2 separate regions of the Oryctolagus cuniculus genome follow, and region 2 is linked to region 1. The links are chromatin contacts, called in public Hi-C maps. All regions are on one chromosome and are shown on one strand. The core of a region is the stretch at or near the end of the contact, and the rest is flanking DNA. Distances in the headings are between cores, read along the strand shown. Region 1 overlaps TMOD3 (tropomodulin 3). Region 2 holds the start of LEO1 (LEO1 homolog, Paf1/RNA polymerase II complex component).

Evidence for each region. A called contact is a pair of places that touch in the nucleus more often than the background predicts.
Region 2: a Hi-C map of an unstated tissue shows a contact between it and region 1, with 1.6 times the contacts expected there. The contact joins the promoter of LEO1 here to the enhancer-like site in region 1. A contact is called at or near these places in 2 of 6 Hi-C or Micro-C datasets (psoas muscle and an unstated tissue).

The regions. Positions count from the first base shown.
Region 1 is chr12:74,588,463-74,594,636 of mOryCun1.1, reverse strand. It overlaps TMOD3 (tropomodulin 3), which reads right to left. Exons shown (of 11, transcript XM_008268998.4): 8 at 6,161-6,174; 9 at 1,569-1,712; 10 at 709-853. Among named protein-coding and RNA genes, the nearest start is that of TMOD3, 61 kb to the right of the region's middle. Within about 2 kb of position 4,131, at least 1 of the 8 cell types and tissues checked has an H3K27ac peak or open chromatin away from gene starts, as enhancers often do.
Region 2 is chr12:74,672,140-74,677,530 of mOryCun1.1, reverse strand. LEO1 (LEO1 homolog, Paf1/RNA polymerase II complex component) reads left to right here and starts at 3,770. Exons shown (of 12, transcript XM_017348015.3): 1 at 3,770-3,980. The coding sequence starts at 3,923. MAPK6 (mitogen-activated protein kinase 6) reads right to left here and starts at 3,252. Exons shown (of 6, transcript XM_051822001.2): 1 at 2,878-3,252.

The DNA.
Region 1 (6,174 bases), core at 2,882-5,381:
CTGCATCATACAATACTTAATTTTTATCTGGGTGATAGAAATTTGCACTTTTTGATGAAAAGGGCAAAAAGCTTTACGTTGAAATTTTTGTTTTAATAGCTACAAGATCTGATTTTTTAAAAAATGATTTATTTATTTATTTGAAATGGAGCGATAGAGAGAGAGAAAGAGGTATCTTCCATCTGCTGGTTTACTCCCCAAATGGCTGCCACAGCCAGGGCTGGGCTAGGCCCAACCTAGGAGCCAGGAGCTTCTTCTGGATCTCTCATATGGATTCAGGGGCCCAAGGACTTGGGCCATCTTCCACTGCATTCCCAGGCACATTAACAGGAAGCTAGATTGGAAGTGGAGCAGCTGGGACTTGAACAGGAGCTTATGTGGGATGCTGGCACCAGAAGCAGAGGCTTAACCTTCTATGCCACAGTGTTGGCCCCAAGACTTGATTTTTAACTGAGAACAAAGTGGTTGCTTGTAGAAAACTTCACTGAAAGCTGTGTAACATTTGTTACAAGAAGCTCATTTTATTATGACGACGACCACATCCACAATCAACCTTAAATATGAATCAGCATAAAAAGAGCAGTGCAAGTTTTCGAAATAAGGGCCAACCAATTTCTGCTAAAATTTACTTTGAAAAGTAAAAAAAGTTCCCCACTATATTAGCATAACATAATCCAGACACCCAATTTGACATTGTGTATCTCTTACCTAAGTCATTGTTTTTTGTAATAGCATTAGCCGCCCTGGTTCGGGGTCCCTGCTGTGTAAACTGATAGCCAAACTTTAGAATATTTGTATTTTCCTCTAGCATCTTGGCCATTTCCAATTCTACAGCTGTCCCCAACTGCTGCCTCTGAAATAATTAGAAATAAAAAATAATATTAATGAAATAGATCAACACATTTTCAAGGTAAATCAAAATTTAGACATTCAGGCACATGCTGATGGTCTCTTTTGAATTCTCCCAATTTCTACAAAATATATAAGAAACAAAATTTTGTTTCAGTATACTATCATATAGACACCAAAAAGTGTTTCATTTCATACCAGGGTGAATACAATCAAAAAGTTGGACAATATTAAATGTTGGCAAGAACATGGAAAATCAGGACTGATAAACTGCTGGTAGGAATATAAAATGGTGCATTGGTTGTAAAAAATCATTTGGTGACAGTTCAAAAAGTTAAACAGACTTACCATGACACTGTAGTTCCATTCCTACATAAATGCTAAGAAATGGAAATAGATGTACATGAAATGTCCATAGCTTCATTATTCCTGACAGTCAAGAAGCAGAACTACCCCAAATGTAATGGAGTATTTTGCGGCCACAGAAAGCAACAAAGGCCTGATACATGCCACAGCATCAATGAGCCTCCAGAGCATTATTCTGGGGAAAGAAGCCAGATACCAAGGACCACACATCATGTGATCTCAATTCATTAATATTCTACATACACCAAATGTCCTCTAATCTTTCAGCCCCTACCTTCCCAAAGGGCTCCTTGACAGCTTTCCTCCACGCCCTACACAGTGGTCTCACACATCGACTACTGCATAGCACTGACCTGATTGTCAATCTTGAGCTCTGACAGGGTTTCATTATCTTTTAAAGCATCAATCAGTGCCAGAATGCCAGTTCCTGTAATAAAGTTGGACTCCATATTTAAGCTCTTCAAAGTTTTGTTCACCGTCAGCATTTCTGCAAAAGCCTAGAAATTGAAGAAAATATTTCTAGATTAAAATTTTGGTAGTGCCTATCATATATTGTAAACAAAAATCATATATCATAAACAAAAAGAGTAATTACCAGAAGTTTCTCATAAGTCTGTTACAGCATCACACACCACCACCTTGGTTTCACAGGTCTACTCTTCCTGTGTACCCTGTCCCAATCTTTAGAGGTGTAATGCTCTGATGGTGACATTCTCTACTCCCACTCATGCTGGTTTTTTTTTTTTTCCAAAAATTATTAACTATTTGAAAGGTAGGGTGAAGGTGACACCCACACACCGAGAGAGGGAAGAGAGAGCGAGAGAGAGAGCGCGCGCTTCTATTTACTGGCTCACTCTCCAAATGGCTGAAAGGCTGGTCCAGGTTGAAGCCTGGAGCTCTATCCAGGTCTCCCTTGTGAGTGGCAGGGACTAAAGCACTTGAACCCTCATCTGGTGCTTCCCAGATGCATTAGCAGGGAGCTGGATCAGAAGTGGAGGAGCTGGGACTCAAACCAGCATTTCAATATGGGATGCCAGCCAGCATCACCACAAGGACGACTTAACCCACTGCACTGTAACATCCACCTCTATTCACATATGTTCATTCATACCCTACTTCATGCCTCTTTCTCCTACAGCTCTCACTTTCAGTTAGTAGGACTAACTTCATCAATGTCTCTGGAACATTTTTTTCTTATTTGAGTTCTGCTGCAACTGGGTTTCTGTGAAGTCAAAATGAGTCTAACTTATGGACTGATTTCCAGAGCAGGGACCAAAAGGAATGCCCAAGCCTGAAGGTCAGAAAAGGCCACAGATAACCAGAACCAGAATAGAAGGACTATGGAGAAGAGGCAACTAACTAAATATGAAATAAACCAAGGGACGGCATGACTTCAGTCTGCTTCCAGTATGTTTCCTCCAGATATGGTACAGGGCTAGGCATTTGAATCAGTAATTAATGAACATTATATTAATTAATTAACAGATACCACCAAGAGAGAAGAGGGAAAGGGAGGGGAGAGTAGGAAAAACAGAGAGGCAAAGAGAGGGGGAGGGAGAGAAAGAAGGGAAGACTGAGTTTGAGTTTATATAAAACAGCCCTTTTGAGGGATCAGAAGCAAGGTATTAACTTCCAGAAAATATGCATAAGATCAAGCCTAAAGTCAAGTTAAAGATGGGAGTAGGAGGAATGCAGGTATGTACACAAGTGTACTTGAAAATAAAATTTTATTCATTTATTTATTTGTTTGATAGGCAGTGTGAGAGGGAGAGACAGAGACAGACAGAAAATCTTCCACCCTTTGGTTCAATCCACAAATGCCTGTAATAGTCAGAGCCAGGCTAGGCTGAAGCTAGGAGTCAGGAACTCCATCTGGGTCTCCTGTGTGAGTGACTGGAACCCAAGTATATGGGTCATCATTGCTTCCTCCCAGGGTGTGCATTATCAGAAAGCTATATTGGGAAGCAGAAGCAGAACTCTATCCCAGGCACTCTGATACAGGAGATGGGTATGTCAAACAGCAGCTTAACCCACTGTGTCACAACACCCACCCCTAATCACCTGTAATTTCAACTGTGAACAACTAGCCATGTGGCCTGGAACAAATCCCTTATCCATCTGCACATACATTGATTAAATATTACTGAGGATTCAATAAGGACTATTCCAGAGACTCGGAAATAAAATAGACAGATCCTTACCTGATGAAACTTATATTCTGAGAGGGGACACAGCAACAAACAAGCAAGCAAAATGTAATGTTGCAAGGCCATTTGAGGAAGACCAAGACAGCAGTGTGGCTGGAGTACAATGACAGGCCAAGTAAAGGAGGTGACTTTCGCTCACATAAGGCCTTCTAAGGCCATTGAAAGATCTTTTTTACTCTTAGTGAGATAGGAAGCTGCTGGAGGGTTCTCAGGATGATGTGATTTATTAGTCTAAATTTCAAAATAATTACTGCTGATGCTGTGTGGAGAATTTGCTGCAGAGTGGGTGTAACAGAAGAGGACAGCTCACTAGGAGGCTCTTGTGGTACGGTGGTAAGGCCAGAGAAGACGGTGGTGCAGGTCCAGTGGGCAGTTGTGAAAATGGTGGACACTGGTTGGATTCTAGGAGTATTTTAGAGACTGAGCTGAATATATGTTTAAGCTTCTGAGAAAGGAAAGTCAAGGATGGGTCCTCTAAAAATATATATTTAACTTTAGTTAGAGACAGAGGGAGGGTGACAGCTCCTACCCACTGGTTCATTCCCTAAATAACCCCAATGACCAAGCTGGGCTGGGCAGAAGCCAGGAACTCAGTCCAGGTCTCCCACGTGGATGGCAATAACTCAGTCAGCTGAGACATCACCAATGCCTCCCAAGATGTGCTTCAGCATGAAGCTGAAACCAGGAGCCAGAGCTAAATAGCAAATCCAAGTACTCTGATATGGGTTATAGGAACCTGAACTGCGAGGTTAAACAGCTCACCGACATCCTCCGCAACCCAGCCCCAGCCTTTTTCTGCCTGAGCAGTAAGACGGGCTTTGCCATTTAGTGAGCTAGAAAAGAATATGAGAGAAGCAGGAACAGGACAGAAGTCAGGAGCTTGATGCGCGAGGTCTATCAGGTACCCAAAAAAAGCTATCGAGAGGTGGACATGACTACGGAGTTTAGGAGGGATGTACACACTGGAGATAATAACACCAGTCATCAGTATTTGCAGATAATACAAGAATACAGTAATGGAACAGAATGAGGTCAGCCAGGAAGTAAGTGTACACAGAGAAAAGCCCAGCACATTCTTTTTTTTTTTTTTTCTTTAAAGATTTATTTATTTCCTTGAAAGAGTTGCATAGAGAGAGGAAGAGGAGAGGCAGAGAGAGAAAAACAGAGAGGTCTTCCATCTGCTGGTTCACTCCCCAGATGGCCGCAACGGCTGGAGCTGTGCCAATCCGAAGCCAGGAGCAAAGAGCCAGGAGCCTTTCAGGGCCTCCCACGTGGGTGCGGGGGCCCAAGGACTTGGGCCATCTTCAACTGCTTTCTCAGGCCATAGTAGAGAGTGGGATCAGAAGTTGAGCAGCTTAGACTTGAACTGGCGCCCACATGGGATGCTGGCACTGTAGGCAGCAGCTTTACCCACTATGCCATAGCGCCAGTCCCCTCAGGCCATTCTAATGTCAGGAAATTGTAGAGATAAGGAGGAAACAGCACAGGGACCTGAGAAAAGCTGTCCAATGAGGTAGGAGGAAAACCTAAGGAAATTCATAGCCGAGTGAGGGAAAAGATTCATATGATTAAGTGGGATTTAGTCTAAGAATATAAGGATGCTTTAATATACAAAGATCATATTAATAGAATGAAGGGGGGAAAACACATGACCATTTCAATAGATGTTGAAAAGCATTTGACGAAAATCTAATACTACAGATTCATAAACAGGATTACTCCTCTGCAGATGCTAAAAGAATGTAGATCTCAGGGCTGGCGCTGTGGTGCAGCTGGTTAATGCCTTGGCCTGAAGCATCGGCATTCCATACGGGTGCTGGTTCGAGACCCGGCTGCTCTACTTCCAGTCCAGCTCTCTGCTATGGCCTGGGAAAGCAGTGGAAGATGGCCCAAGTCCTTGGGCCCCTGCACCCACATGGGAGACCCGGGGGAAGCTCTTGGCTCCTGATCAGCACAGCTCCGGCCGTTGTGGCCATCTGGGAAGTGAACCATTGGATGGAAGACCTCTCTCTCTCTCTCTCTCTTTCTCTCTCTGCCTCTCCTCTCTTTGTGTAACTCTGACTTTCGAAGAAATAAATAAATCTTAAAAAAAAAAAAAAAGAATGTAGAGCTCCATGTGCTGACATGAAAGATCTCTAAGACATATCATTAAGAAAAAATCAAGTTGCAGAACAGTAAACAGCGTATAATTACATTAATTTGTTTTGGAAAACTCAGTTATACCCATTTTAAAAATTCACAAGAAGGAAATACAGGGAAAAATAAACAAAAAAGGGCAGTAAATGATAGTGGGGAGTGAATATTGTTCATAAAATCACAACTTAGAGGGGGTGGCATTGTGGGTAGAGTAAGTTAAGCCACTGCCTGTGATACTGAATCCCAAACAGAGTGCCAGTTCCAGGGCTAGCTGCTCTGCTACTGATCCAGCTTCCTGCCAGTGTGCCAGGGAAGGCAACTAAAGATGGTCGGAGCCCCACCACCCACGTGGGAAATCAGGATGGAGTTCCAGGCTCTTGGCTTTGTTCAGCCTGGACCAGCCTCAGCACGTTGGAGCCATCTGGGGAGTGAATCAGTGGATGGAAATCTATTTTTGTCTCTCCTTCTCTGTCATTCTGCCTTTCAAATAAATAAAACCGATATTAAAAAACAAAATTAAAAAACCCCACAGTTTAACTACCAAGTTAACACACCCTGGTATGGAGGCACAATTTCAGTATTGTCAACAGTAGCTTACTTACAACAGCAACGGGGT
Region 2 (5,391 bases), core at 2,521-5,020, 83 kb before region 1:
GTAGAAGATGGCCTAAGTCATTGGGCTCCTGCACCCATGTGGGAGACCTGAAAGAAGCACCTGGCTCCTAGCTTTGGATTGGCACAGCTCTGGCTGTTGTGGCCAACTGGGGAGTGAACCAGCAGATGGAAGACCTCTCTCTCTCTCTCTCTCTCTCTCTCTCTCTCTCTTCTCTCTCTGCCTTTCCTTCTCCCTGTGTAACTCTGATTTCAAATAAATAAATGAATCTTAAAAAAATAAAGAATGGGCCGGCGCTGCGGCTCACTAGGCTAATCCTCCACCTAGCGGCGCCGGCATACCGGGTTCTAGTCCCGGTTGGGGCGCCGGATTCTGTCCCGGTTGCCCCTCTTCCAGGCCAGCTCTCTGCTGTGGCCAGGGAGTGCAGTGGAGGATGGACCAAGTGCTTGGGCCCTGCACCCGCATGGGAGACCAGGAGAAGCACCTGGCTCCTGCCATCAGATCAGTGCAGTGCGCCGTCCGCAGCGGCCATTGGAGGGTGAACCAACGGCAAAGGAAGATCTTTCTCTCTGTCTCTCTCTCTCTCACTGTCCACTCTGCCTGTCAAAAAATAAATAAATAAATAAAACTATAATTTCCTTCTAAAACTGAAAAATTCTTCAGATGTTTTAGAATCTCATTTCTCCCCAAATCTTTCATATGAAAAACTATGTTTGCCACCATTTCATATCCCTTCATCAGCCATTGCAAGGACCCAATTCACCAAGGAATCTAATAAAGACAGACTGTGAGGGAATGTCCTGTGTTTTCCAAGAAATGAGCTGCCACAGTGTTTTCTTACTGCTCTAGACAGAAACTGCAGGGTTCCTCTCTTCCTCTCTTCAGTTTAGCTCAACCTGTTCCCTTCCAAAAGCCACTCTTGCCACAAAGTACTTTCAGAAAAGCCACACGATCCTTCTGTGGAGTGGCAATTTACCATAAATGGAATGAATTTTCAGTTAATACATTTTGTTTAATCAAACTGTTGTTTTTTCTCTAAGTCTTTAAGATGATATAGAAATCAAACACATATTCCTGTTTTGTGACTTGATGTAGGCTTATCTTTTATACATTCCAAAAGGCTTCTATTACCTTGTAAAAATATTTGTAATGATATACTGACTGTATTATGTAACCAACCTAGTTGAATCTTTGTTCTTTTATTGGGGTCATCATGGTACTCTGAGGCTCTACCTTCACCTCATGAATTACAACATGAGACAAAAGGGACAACTTTTCAAAAATAGGGAAACAAAGTAAAGTTACTCTAGGGTTGTTTTAGTTATTTATATACCAAACGGATGAACCTCTCCATTCCTGGAACAAATGGAGGGTTTATTTTATCATTCAAAATTGAATCAAACAACCCAAACAGGATGAGACTGTCTCTGGGAGTAAACGTGATTGTTTTAGTACCCTGAACTTCAATTATATTGATTTGGGTGTAACTCAAGCTATGTTTCAGGCAAGAACTACTGGAGAATGACTGTGATGGACTTAGCTGTACCCCATCTCATGTATTCTATTCTGTGTGAACAAAGACAGCCAGGAGAAGAGCAATGATCAACATAAAGTCCAGCAAAAACAAAACCAATCAATCTATCAAGCAGTCAGAAGTTATTTGTTTTGCACTATTCCGATGGGAAAAAAACACATTGATTCTGCTAGTCAAGGATATGGGCATGATTATTCAGCAGGCTTTGTTGTAATCCAATTTATCACAATTTAATCAACACACTTTTCAAGGAGAGTACTTTAAACAAATCAACAAAAACTGAATCACTAACAAATTGCTTTTCCAGTATTCCAGTTAGATTTAAGGTGATCTGTATGTATCCTCTTACATCATCACTTTTTACATAGCAATTTTAGGATTAATGATAATATAACCTGTTCCACACCTTAATACTTACCCATTTGAACCCTGTCAGGCACTCCTATTTGCAGCAAAAATATATCTCATAATCCCCAAATTAAAAATTCATTGTTGCTTGCCAAGACCAAAACCTACATAGTAGCCTAATCAGGCAGTAACTTAACACAAGGGATACATTTTAAAGACTAAAAATGAATGAGTTTTTCCTAGAGACCTGGTTCTTTAATCTGTGCAAACCACTTTATTTCTTGGAGCCTTTGCAAAGTAAGGGGGTTTGTGTAGCACTGACCATGAGAATTTTTTTACTGTCTGACTTTATAATGCCTTACTGCAGCAACATCAAAATTTTCTTTGCAAAACAAAAAATCCAGTGGAACCTTCTGAAAAACATTTTTCTACTTGCAGGTTACAATCTGTTAGAAAATCATGAAAGCAACATACTGGGTTGTACTGCCTGCCAACATTTTTAGGAAACCAAAGCTGAGGGGCCGGCGCTGTGGGGCAGTAGGTTAATCCTCTGCCTGTGGCGCCGGCATCCCATATGGATGCCGGTTCTAGTCCTGGGTGCTCCTCTTCTAATCCAGCTCTCTGCTATGGCCTGGGAAAGCAGTGGAGGATGGTCCAAGTCCTTGGGCCCCTACACCCACATGGGAGACCCAGAAGAAGCTCCTGGCTCCTGGCTTCAGATCAGTGCAGCTCTGGCTGTTGTGGCCATGGAGAGTGAACCAGGGGAAGGAAGACCTCTCTCTCTGTCTCTTCCTCTCACTCTCTGTAACTCTACCTCTCAAATAAATAAATTCTAAAAAAAAAAAAAAAAGAAAAAGAAAAAGAAAGAAAGAAACCAAAACTGAAATAGGGTAATAGGAAAACTCAGTAGGAAAAGAAAATAGTGTTCTGTGAAATATTTGTTTCAATATCATGTGTTTTGGTGTGCTTTCCATCACTGACAAAATACCCAAGAAAACGAATTTCACAAAACAGTACAGGTGTAATAAAATGCTCACAGTTCCGCAGGTTCAAATCCAGCATCTGGCAGGCGTCACTGGTTCGCACTCCGGTGCTGGTGCTCTTCCGGGCACTGACGGAGCAGCGCAGAGCTTCACCGGCAAGAAGGCGCGTGTGACTCCGTGCACCGGCGTGTAACACAGCCACCAGGACTTATTCGCGGGGGCTTCACCTTCATGTCCAGTCCAATCCAACTACCTCTAAGGTCCCGCTTCTGAAAGCTGTGATTGCTTTGTTTCCACCCTTTTAGTATCGTTCACCTATGACATGAGGTTTCAAATCCTGTGTGAGTTCAAACCATAGCGTTATACGTAAACAGAGCTGCAAAGGAACAAGCTATGGCTCTTGCGAAGCTCTTCTAAAGCTGCAGTCATCAAGTGTGGTCCCACGAAGCCCGTTTCGGGGCATCTCAGAAAGTCGCCCCTTGCCAATTACTACCTCTCTAGCTAAACTCGGATTTTCTTCATCTGCTACCACCAAAACATTTCTAAGCAACTGACTTAGAAGCAGAAATAATTCAGCTGTGTATTTTATGCTGGATATTAAAGATTTCTTCAAAACTTTAAAACCATTCCACTCGTCTAAAACTTTAGAAAAGAAGTCATTTAAAACTTACCCCAAACCCACTATTTAACGTTTATTATCTTGAAACGAGTTTAGCACTTTTAAAATGTCTGCTTTAAATACTAATACGGTAAGTAGCCATGGGTATAAACCATCTAAAACAAAAGTTCTTTGGAATTCTCCACAATATTTAAGAGGGTGAGAAGAGGTCTGGGAAACAAAGGACTTTGGGCCTGATTCCGGATGGCCCGGGGGTCTTTCCCCAAAGCACCGCCCGCTCCGCGGGCACGCCCACCCCGTGAGAACAGACCCCGACGGAGGAACCGCGCCACCCAACCGTGTGGACGCGGAAACTAGGTCATAGAGGGAAAGGAGTCTTTTAAGCATATCTTTGCGACACTGTCGCGTTTCGTTAGTTCCGTGCCGTAAAGAACGGCGTGGGGCCGCCCCCAGCCGAGGCTGCAGCGGACGTGAGCGGCAATGGCGGATATGGAGGATCTGTTCGGGAGTGACGCCGACAGCGATGCGGAGCGTAAAGGTGGGGTGGGCCACGATCGGCAGGCGGGGTGCGCGGCGGGGCCCGGCCTGGCGTCCGGTTCCGGTCCGCGGGCGAGAGGTGGTGCTTCCTCTGCTCCTGCCCCAGCGCCCCCTGCACTCCCGGAGGTGCCACCCTCCCCTGGCGGGCGGGCTGGTCTAGGCAGACACACGCAAGAGTCTGTGCCTTGCGGTTCTGGGTGACCGTGGAGCATGCGGTGCCTGCCTGGGAGCACGGAGAGCAAAAGGGCGCGGGGCAAGGTGGGGGCGCGGGCCAGCCTGCGCAGCCCGGAACCTTGGGGTCCTGCTGTCCTGCGGTGCAGAACAAGGGCTGTTTGTGAATGAATGGGGTGAGGTGTTCAGGACCGTGGGGACGGGGTGGGTGATTTACAGAGGGGCTCGGAATGCTCTGTTAACGACGCCGGAGCCTGGCGCTGGCCGGCAGCTCGAGATGTCTGGATGCGGAGTCTGAGCAGCATACGGGGATGGAGCTACTCACCAGCGCTTTGCACTGGAGACATTGTGTCCCGTGAGCGCCAGTGCAGACACTCCAGGGTTCTGGAGTCTGCGGTATTAGGTTGGAGAGCTTATGGGGCTCGTGTGGGAGGAGGAGTGGTGCGGGATGTGTTGATGAAATGAATGCATGGATGTGTGTTTATGGTGCGTCAAGTGTTTCTGGCACAGAGACTATGGATGTTTGAGTTTGAGATATGAATAGGAGTTATTTGAAGTTGAAAAACGCCCGCAAAACCAAATTTTTGCAGCCCTACAGGCTCAAAGTAGCCGTCTTTAACAAAGGGTATTGTTGTGGTTTTTCCTTTACCAAATTTTCTCCTCCATTTTGTGCAACTACTGTTTTGTTGTAGAACCTTCCAAAACCCGGGTCTACTTGGAGTGGTGGAAGAAAGTAGGTATTCACTTGCAAAGCACAGAGCAAGGAGCTGGGCCTCCTTGAAGGGTGGGGGTAAAGGTGGTACAGATTGAAGCTGGAGTTGAGAGGTGAGGGTCAAGCTTGAGTGCAGGTCCCTGGTTGGTCTGCAGCGCTGGTGGCCTGGCGTTGATCAGTGATCCCATGCTCTGTGAGCCTCAGTCAGTCAGGGGGTGTAAACTTCTTGTTCTGGGCCTGGGGTTCCTGGCAAAACCCTCAAGACCCATCTTCCAGATGTTATCTGTAGGGTTAATACATGATCTCAGGGTCCTGTGATCAAGGACCTTTGTGGGGGCTGGCTGCACCCCTCCCTCAATGCAGTGAGCTAAATTTTGGTAAGAGGTTGATTGCTCAGCAGGGCAAGCTGAGAGACAGTGGGAGACCAGGAGCTCACTCACAGGGTCTAGCGTCTGCACCCAAGGCACTGACTGGATAGAGGTTTGGTTTCAGTATTTTCGTAGTTTGTAGTGAAGGGAGCATTAGGTGG